Regions from separate parts of the Rattus norvegicus genome. Here region 1 is linked to region 2. The links are chromatin contacts, called in public Hi-C maps. All regions are on one chromosome and are shown on one strand. The core of a region is the stretch at or near the end of the contact, and the rest is flanking DNA. Distances in the headings are between cores, read along the strand shown.

Region 1 (4,845 bases), core at 2,160-4,659, 91 kb after region 2:
AATGGGATCTGATGCTCTCCTCTGGTGTGTCTGAAGACAGCAACAGTGTATTCATATGCATTAAATAAACCTTTAAAAAAACAAAAAACACTCTTAACTGGATTCAGATCCTGGCACCCACAGGACAGCTAGTGACCATCTCTAACTCCAGTTTCTGTAAGTATTGCATATGTGTGATTGTAGTCTCACAGGGGAAGGGCCCATACACATGAAATAAATATAATTTTTTTTTTCTAAAAAAGAGAGCATGCTGAACAAGCCACAGAAAGCAGCCCAATAAAGAGCACTCCTCCATGGTCTCTGCTTCACTTTCTGCATCCAGGTTCCTACCTTAAGTTCCTGCCCTGATTTCCCTTCAGGATGGACCATAAACCATAAACTGAAATAAACCCTTTTCTCCCCAAGTTGCTTTTGATCTTGGTGTTTGTCACAGCTGTAGAAACCTAGTAAGGACAATGTTTAAAATCAAAACACAAGGCTAGAAAGAACGACAAGGTACAGGGCTTATCTAAACCCTAGAGATGTGTCGTATTTTCCACTCACAGACAATGAAATCAAGACTGGGAAGAAGCCGAGGATCAGACAGCTAAGCTGGGGGACGGCCAAGACCAGAGAGTCCTTTGCAAAACTGTCCTCCGGGTTATAGGAAAGACATCCTCTAAGCCTGCAATCTGTCTCTCTGCCTCTGTAAGCCCTTGGTAGCAGGCCGGGCTCCTCAGCCTTGCACACAACACAACACTGGCTACACCCAGGGGTGTCTGCTCCTCACTGTGCTCTGTTGCAGCTTCCTTTCTGTTCCCTACCTCCAGCTGACTCCTGTGAAAATGGTTCCCATTTGAAGTTACATCAATACTCCGGGATGATGACCCTGTGAGAGAGACCCAAAGATGAGCCGGGGACAGTTTGTGTGGGAAAGTGAGAATCTTCGTAGCCAGTCTGGACACTGGAGACGGAGTTTCTGTAAGGGAGATCTAAGTACAAACTCGTGGAACAAAACATACAGAGGTGACTGGGAGAGCATGTGAACTGGTGGGCGGTGGGTAAGCACTTCCTCTGACTGCTTCTCTCTAGATATTGCCTTCTGGGTTCTTTTGCTTTCCAGTCTAGAAAGGACTCTAGGAGCTTCTTGAGGTCACCCCCCCCCCCATCCCCTGCAGTGTTTCAGAACATGAAGATTCTATTCTTTAGTAAGTGCCCCTAGGAAGGTGGTGCCAGGCCACCCTCTCACCTGGAAGTAGCCTCGCGTTGACCTTTACAACCCCCTCCCTGGCAGTTTTTGCTTATTTCCTCTGGTTTTTACTGATTAGAGGTGGGAAATAGTAGCCCCTCATGGTTTCCACTTGGAAGTCCCTGGTAAAGATTTAACTGTAATGAGCTCCCTTACCCTACCTGTACTTTGCCCAGACCCCATAATTTTAGAAACACGTTTTTATCCACTCGCCTGCCTGATCACATCTTTCCCCAACTGTTCCAATGATATCACAGTGCCCGAGTCTCCACGGAGCCCCTCCCCCCCCTCTATCCTCAGAGACCCGCCGGCCTCTCTTCCCTGCCTGAGAAACACTGCCATCTTTGAATCCCCCGGCATTTGACTCGGCCGTACAAGCACACTGTCTAACTTAGGGGCCGCGTCTGTAGAAGGGAATGCTTTGTTAGTTTCCAGAGTGATGCCAAGCTTAATTTAAAAAGCAATGTAACTTTCATTTTTATTCTTCCGGAAGTCAGAGCGGTCATGGACTGCGCTGCAGAGGCAGCCTACCTGACGACGGCGTGGGGTTTTTTGTTCGTTTGTTTTGTTTTTTTTGTAGCACTGAGTGAGGTGTAGGAGGTGCAATGGGAGAAGCCCCCCCCCGGGGGGGGGCGGCGGCAGACCTGTCTCATTCAGCCTTTCTAGACCGCCAAGGCCCTGCAAGTGTAAGCAATCGGGAAGCGCTGTTAATGTTGGATTGAGTCACATTGCCTATTTCTCTCTACTTCGTACCTGGATCTTACACTTACCCTGTTAGCTTTTGGAACTAGGGAGTAAGAGCAGTCACCGAGTACTGAGCATGGCAAGGACGCGGTTACACAAGACCTCAGCTTCCGGCCTTGGTTCCTGGAGGGAGCTAGCATGCCTAACTTGAAGGGTATTGCGCCCTATCCAATCTCATTAGTTTCTTCCTCTCAGGGACTCACGTGACTATTATTGGAATGGGAGGCGGGGCCATGGAATTCATATGGCCATAAATTAGGAGGCCGCAATGCTCATACCACCACAGCATCAGGTTTGAGAGAACCTCCCTTCACAGTGCCTCTTAAATCTTCAGACCAAACAGCTTCTGGTCATGGGTAAGCTATGCCAGTCGACTGTCATCTAACCTTCTGGCATTTAACAAACATTCTTAGCCATGTTTTCTAGATTCCCTAGGGCCCAAAAGCCCAGGGAGAATGTAATCTCTATTTTCCTCAAAGATACACACACACACTCACACCAGTAATTTTAAGTTTGGAGAGAAATACAATGAGTGTTTTCCTAAGAGAAATTTTCTGTGAATAAAGATAGGTACTTGACCGAAGTGTGGTGCATACTTTTAATCCTATCCCTTAGGAGAAGGCAAAAATCAGGGACACGAGGATATCCATAGATACTTAGTGAGTTCAAGGAGGCCAACCTGGGCTATGTGAGGCCTTATCTCAAAACAAAACCAAAAGGAAAAAGGAAGTCCTTCTGGCCCACACCCACCCAGGGAACCCAAACCTCACAGGTCAAGGGAGATTGAGGCACAGGGCAGATTTCCATTTTTTTTTATCTGGACTACAACAGTCCCTGACTCTAAAAATTCCATCATGCTCTAGAACTGTTCGAGAGACCAGTGTTCAAAAATCAGAAAGCCAGTAACTGGAGTTAACCGTTGTAAGCTGGCAGTGCCTTCTCTGAAAGACCCAGTCTCCGTAGCTAGTGAGGTAGTCAAGTCACCCAACAGCTGCTTTGTGTTGGCAAAGGGCCGCTTAATGTAAAGACAATAACGTGAAAGATGTGACCGCACAGCCACGTGGTGGCGGACTTCGCCATCTTTGCTTACCAACATGTTTTAGATTGTATTCAAAGTGCCAGGCTTTGGTGTATTTCAGAGTTCTGTCTGGGGGTGGGCTCATCCCCCACACATTTTTCATAGTTTGTACTAGTGACTCGAGGATAGTGCAGAGAAACAAAGAAACTGAAGAGACAGGAAAGGGAGGAAGACAAAAGCAAGGCAGGGAGGCTAAGAGAGCCTGGGAAACCAACTTGAGACTTAGGAGGAGGGGGCGGGCGGGGAGTTTGATTCTACAGACTCCGGAAAGCCTATTAAGGCGCCCTGGGAGAAGCTCGCAGGGTGGGGATCAGGCCGTCCTGGTTGAAGCCTCTCGGAATTAAGAGCTGAAAGAGAAATCACAAAGGCTCATTGTTTTATTTGTGCCTCGACTTGGCTCCTGACCATTGGATCGCTGGAGTTCTGATAAACGCCCTGAGCTCCCCCTACTGGCTACTCTGAAGAACCTCACCATCCGGATCCCAAGAGAAATAGGATTACGTAACCCAGCTTTGGCTACTTAAGACTTTTTTTTTTCCTTTCCCAAGGTCTTGGCTTTTCCAAATCCTGCTGCCTAATGCCAGAGCTTGTCTGATTGCCAAGGTCCTAAGGCCCAGAGGAGGCATCTATGAAGGGCCCATGCTGATGGGAGGGCATGCAGGAGGGTGAACAAACATTTTTCTTGAATACGTGTCGCGCAAGTAAGTGCTGCAAATATGCCTGAAAGGGGGACTTTTTCTGGACTTTCATCTGCTTGCCTCAAATATGACGCTGGTACTAAACAAGACCTCTATGCTTAGGGGGTGGGCCTGCCCAGTCTAGGTTGGAGGCCATCCAAAATAAGTCCTAAGGTGAACCCAACTCCACAGTAGCCAAGGCACGCCCGGCTCTCCTTGCCTTCCCTCTTCCCTCCGTCTTCAGATCTGCGAGAGAGGAAAAAAAAAACCTGCAAGGAGCAGAATGTTCTCTGAGAGATAGAAAAATATCTCTCTCTCTCTCTCTCTCTCTCTCTCTCTCTCTCTCTGTCTCTCCTCCTTCCTTCCTTTTCTTCCTCCCCTCCCTCTCCCCCTCTTCCTCTCCCCTCCCCCTCTTTGTCTCCCCCTCCCTTCCTGCCTCTCTCCCTCTTCTCCTCTCCTTAAGGTTGCTATTAAACAAGGCAGAAGCCCTGCTCTTCCTAAAGGACACAAAGGCGAGACTTCTGTATGGGAAATGCAAGTCCAGAGGCCGGGAGCAGCGGTTGAGGGAGAGACAAAGAAGGACCCACAGCACTGGAGCAACAGGAACAAGATAGGAGTCTGCAGCTATAGACTGGGGCGGCCACACCCGCGGGGAGTGGTCCTGGGTCAGCAAGGGAGACCACTGGGCAATAGGCAGTGGATATGAGCATCACGTGAAGGAGGGGCAGATTTTCAGATGTTCGACTAGGATGCTTGTTCCCCATAAAGGACCTTCCTATGACCACCCCCCTCTTCTCTTCAGAGGTCAGAACCCAAACCTCTCCTTCAAAAATCAGCAACTTACTGGGGAGAGGCACAGTGGCAGAGGCCAGCCTGGTCTGCAAAGTGAGAACCAGTCCCAAAACAAAACAAGCAACTTTTCTTTCATAAAAGAGCTATGCCTCTCTCGGGGCAAAAATAAAATGTCCCTAAAACATTGTTTAGGTCGGTAGCATGAGGTTATTTTTAAAGGCTCTGGGCAAACACCCCAGATTCCTTTTCTTTTGTTAAACCAGAGGCAAACAACCATTAATTCAGGGTATTGCCAGGAGCCGTGCAGCCCTAGGGAAATGGCCACT
Region 2 (4,477 bases), core at 799-3,298:
AACTCACAGATCTACCTCCCTTTGCTTCCAAAGCGCTGGGATTAAAGGTGAGAGCCACTCGCTAACAGTTTTGAGGTCCATCATACAGATAGAGGAATATTCTTTAGCCAGGGTTAAAACTTGGGGATATTTCCTCCAGTCAGAGAAAATGGCTGGGGAGCAAGCGGGGCTTGAGGAGTGCCTGAAAGGTAGAGGGAGCTGGACACACACTGACCCACTTCCAGATCTAGTTATGTGAACATGGACAATTTAATGAGTTTCCTTAACTCTGTAAAATGGAACTAACAAAGCCCACCTCACAGGGCTGAAAGGCTTAAAAAGAAATGGCAGAAGTGATCCTAGTGATACAAAATACTTAGTGAAGTTCTAAGTCTTCATGTTTGCAAGTGGGGTCGGGAGGTGTGCAGAGCCTGGGCTCTGGAGCCAGACGGCTTGGGTTCGAATCTTGCCCTCACTATTATAACTTATCTTGTAAGTTACATTAACTTCTCTGACTCAGTTTCCCTATGATTGAAGTAGAATCTTAATACAAGTAGTAGCTACCTAATAAATACTTGCTGCTTTTATTTCACTAGGAGTTAAAATAGTCTGTTTCTACCTCAATCAATGATGCAGTGAATGAAAGCAGTACAGTGTGCGTGAGCGTGTGCGTGAGCGTGTGTGTGTGTGTGTGTGTGTGTGTGTGTGTGTGTGTGTGTGTGTGTTTTAAAGTCCTGAAGACTGTATGCGTTGATGAATTCTGGGGTAGAGTCAAGCTGTGACACAAAAGGTGGGGCTAAGCTGTAATGTGAAAGAAAAACTTGGAGGGGCTATAAACCACCCACCAGGGAGCTATTTCTTTTGTAATGTGCATTCCATTTCTTCTCTCTCATGCGTTTTAATTCCTTCCACATTTCCTGCCACAATTATCAAATGTTTAGTTTCTGACCTCACTTTTCTGGAGACTGGAGCTCAGGGAATTTAGAATTGTTTATTTTCTGTCCATAAACCTTTGGGTTAATGGAGGGGCTTGTGCGCATAGGGTTTGTTGGTTTGTTTGTAGTGTCTCAGGAAGGTCACTGGAGTTGAAAAGAAAACGAGAGAGAGAGAGAGAGAGAGAGAGAGAGAGAGAGAGAGAGAGAGAGAGAGGAGGAGAGAGAGGCTCTGCATGTTTTAACTGGAAACCAGAGGCCCCCAAAGGGTAGAGTCACAGATTCCCACACTTGCTGAACTGAGTTTAAGAGGAAATTTGGATTGTAAAAGACTCTTATGGGGCCCAGATAATGACAACGACAACAACAAAAATCCAGGGCATTTTACGAAGAAGAAAACGCACTTCAGGGAATCTCAACTCACTCTATGAAGGAGAAAGGACATTTCATTTTACTGTTAAAAAAAGATCTTTTAAATCTCCCCCACCAGGAAAGACTTGGAAAGAAAAGTCCATAACTATTCTCAGTTTCCTCTGAAGTGAACAGAAGAATTCGAGGCGCCTTTTTGAACTCTGAGGCTGCTCTGTCCGCCGCCTCTGCCCCTATCCGCCCAGTCTGTCCCCTCTCCCCACTCCCCAGCCTCCCTCCATATTAGGCGTGGTGGGGCTCCAGTTTATGGCCCAAACTACTTCAGAATCGAGATCTAAGTTTGTTAGGTAGAATTTCTGCTCCGAGCGTACCAGAGTCTCACTCCAGCGTAAGGATGGGGGACCTTCAGTCCCACCCCCCAGGGAGCATCCCTGGGGCGAACTCTTGGCCGCTGGGGCTCAAACCCCGGAAACCGGTCACCTACCTCGCCGTGGACCAGGGCGATGGTCACCAGCGCGAGCGCCAGCCAGCGTTTCCACATCTGCGGAAGAGAGAAGAGGGTGAGAGTGAAGGCGCTGGGCCCTGCTCAGACCCTAGAAACTTCTTCGGGTCCCGCAGATTCGTCCCCTCCACCCAGGACCCTCGTTGCCCGCAGCGACCCGGCCTCTGCACCGCGCTCACCGTGCTCGGGTCCGGGACTCGAGAGGACACTGGGCAGGATGGAAGCAGTGAGTTGGAGGCGAAGGTGGGAGCGTCGCCGATCACCAGGCGCCGAGGAAGTCCGACCTGGGCTCGCCGCCCCTTAAGACCCCTCCTTCCCCGCCCGCCGGCCCCCCAGCTCCTCCCCATTCTCCTCCCCTTCTGCAGCGCGGCCCCCGCGGCTCCCGCTGCGCTCCCTCCTCCTGGCCCCCGCCCGGAGCCCAGGAGCCTCCGTGCACCGCAGGCATCCATGTCCTCTCCTAGACCCCCACCAAGAATCCTCAGATATCTCAAGAGAAGGCACGGGGTGTCCATGTCTCAGGGGTCCCTGCAACAAAGGCAGGGAAAACCGCGGAAACCCACGCCCGGGAGGGGCGCTGGCCTGCGGCGGCTGGGATGACAGCAGGAACTAGCTGCGGACTGCAGCGGCAACCGGATGGGCTGCACAGTGGGCATCCTTGCCAGGGCTGGGACTCGAACCTGAGCATCCCAGAGCCATCCTTCTTTGCTGAAAGGGAAAGGAGAGAGTAGAGTGCGAGGGTGTTACTATAGCCCAAGAAGGAAGTGGGCACAGGAGCCCAAGATGGGGTGGTTAGCAGAAAGCTTCTTTGAATTCAACTGTGGGTGTACTAGAGAGAGGGGGTAAGTGCCCTGCTCTGCAACGTTTTTATGTACTCCCCTCTAATCCCTCTCCACCTCACCAATGTTCCTGTTAGAACCCTTGCCATTTCTGGGAAGCTCCCTACTTATGCCCCCGATCTCCACCAATTTCCCCAGAGGTCTTCAAAGGTGTGGCGCCTCTATAAGAAGGGTGCTGATCCCCTATCTCTTTCCTGCCCCGGCTTCCCTATCTCTGGTGGCCAGGAATAAATCTATGTGTGACACATTTCAGACCCAACATCTGGTCGCCCACTCCCACTTCCCACCAGCTCAGGGATCGTTCAGGCTTGCCTCCAAACTCCCTAGGCCCTCCCATAGGAGGGCTGTCACCATAGCCTAATCGGTTTCTCACAGAGATCTCCTATGCAGCCCTTCAGTTCTGTGTCCGGGTCTACTTTGCTATTGCAGACTCTCAGCTCTCACTCAGAAATTCACGAAGCCATTTGACGTGGATTGATTCAGGCATACTCATTCTTGACCGCGCTGAAAAATAATCGCCATGTTCTTTTACTCTGTGGTTTAAATACTACCGTGTCATGTCTTTGTCCACTGAGAAACTTCATCCACTTTCACCACCCACATCAAATCCAACCTTTTTGCCTTCCTTGTAAGCACCCTATGATACCCTGTGGCCGAACCTTATCGTCTTGTCTTCACCTTCTTTACCTCACACCCCGCTGTTCACATCACACCAGGCTTCATGGTGTGCTCTGAGCATGTCATAGTTTATCTTCTACCGAATATTCTGCTGAATGCCTACTGCTGAAGTTTTAGGAGGTTTCAAAATTATGCCTAAATCCCCCAACTGAGACAGATGGAAACCAAAATGTAAACTCTCTTATGGGTCAAATTGGAATGTTGGCCATGGCTTTAGAGCTGCCAGTACGGCAATGGGTCTGCTACTGCTGAACCCCCAAATCAAACACACCCCATCGGTACAGAGAGAGTTGGAAAACCTGCTTGTGTAAAATCAGCTGCATGGAAAAGCAAATAAAAAGAAAAAGAAAAGAAAAAAAAATACCCGATGTCCTCTATACTGGAGAGGGATGCCCTAGTTAGTTTTGACTGTTGACTTGACATAGCCTGAAGCTAAGAGAAGAATTACCTATTAGATGGGCCTATGTCTGTAGAGGCATTGACTTCATTGATAGTTGATGTTGGAGGACCTAGCCCACTGTGGGTGGCACCATTCTGTGGGCACCTGGTCTAGGCTAGAAAGTTAGCTTTGCATGAGCCTGCAAGCAGCATTCTTCCCAGGTTTCTGCTTGGGGTTCTTTCTGCCCTGACTCTCCTCAGTGATGGACTGTGACCTGTGAGATGAAATACATTCCCTCTAAGTTGCTTTTGGTCAGGGTCTTTTATCACAGAGTCAGAAAGGAAAATAGAACACAGAGAGAGTGACGCATTCTTTGAAGCTCACCAGTCAGATACTGTATGCCTTCCTACTTGTTGGAACAAGATGAATGGGACATAAATGGCCCCCATCAGGTACCCTGCCTGTCAGTGTGCTAGGGTTGAAGAAGGAAGCTTTGATGTACTAAGGTTTGCTTCTGTCCTCTAATAGCTAACAACATTGTGTACCTTCAAAGCTGGCAAGGTTCTACTGAAAGTCTCTTGATTGCTTTCAGAACTGACTATGAATTTCTCTGCATCTCTTGCTTGCCCTTCTCTTGACAACAGCTTGGGGGTAGTAGAAAGTATTTAAGTTTGAAGTCAAACCAAGCTGGCTTTCTATGCCAGCCTTGCACTTAGCTGTCTAACCTTTGCCCTCTCCCAGCCTAGGTTCTGGCATCTGACAAATGATAGTGATAATACCCTTCAGGGGCCGGCGCAGTTTA

What was found. A called contact is a pair of places that touch in the nucleus more often than the background predicts.
Region 1: a Hi-C map of the A7r5 cell line shows a contact between it and region 2, with 5 times the contacts expected there. The contact joins the enhancer-like site here to the promoter of Fstl1 in region 2. A contact is called at or near these places in 3 of 12 Hi-C or Micro-C datasets (the A7r5 cell line, Schwann cells and mammary epithelial cells).

Annotation. Positions count from the first base shown.
Region 1 is chr11:76,541,367-76,546,211 of GRCr8, forward strand. No RefSeq gene overlaps it. Among named protein-coding and RNA genes, the nearest start is that of Ndufb4, 25 kb to the right of the region's middle. Within about 2 kb of position 3,410, at least 59 of the 93 cell types and tissues checked have an H3K27ac peak or open chromatin away from gene starts, as enhancers often do. A contact at or near this core is called in the A7r5 cell line and Schwann cells, where this site is marked.
Region 2 is chr11:76,452,005-76,456,481 of GRCr8, forward strand. Fstl1 (follistatin-like 1) reads right to left here and starts at 2,049. Exons shown (of 11, transcript NM_024369.2): 1 at 1,962-2,049; 2 at 1,765-1,821. The coding sequence starts at 1,821.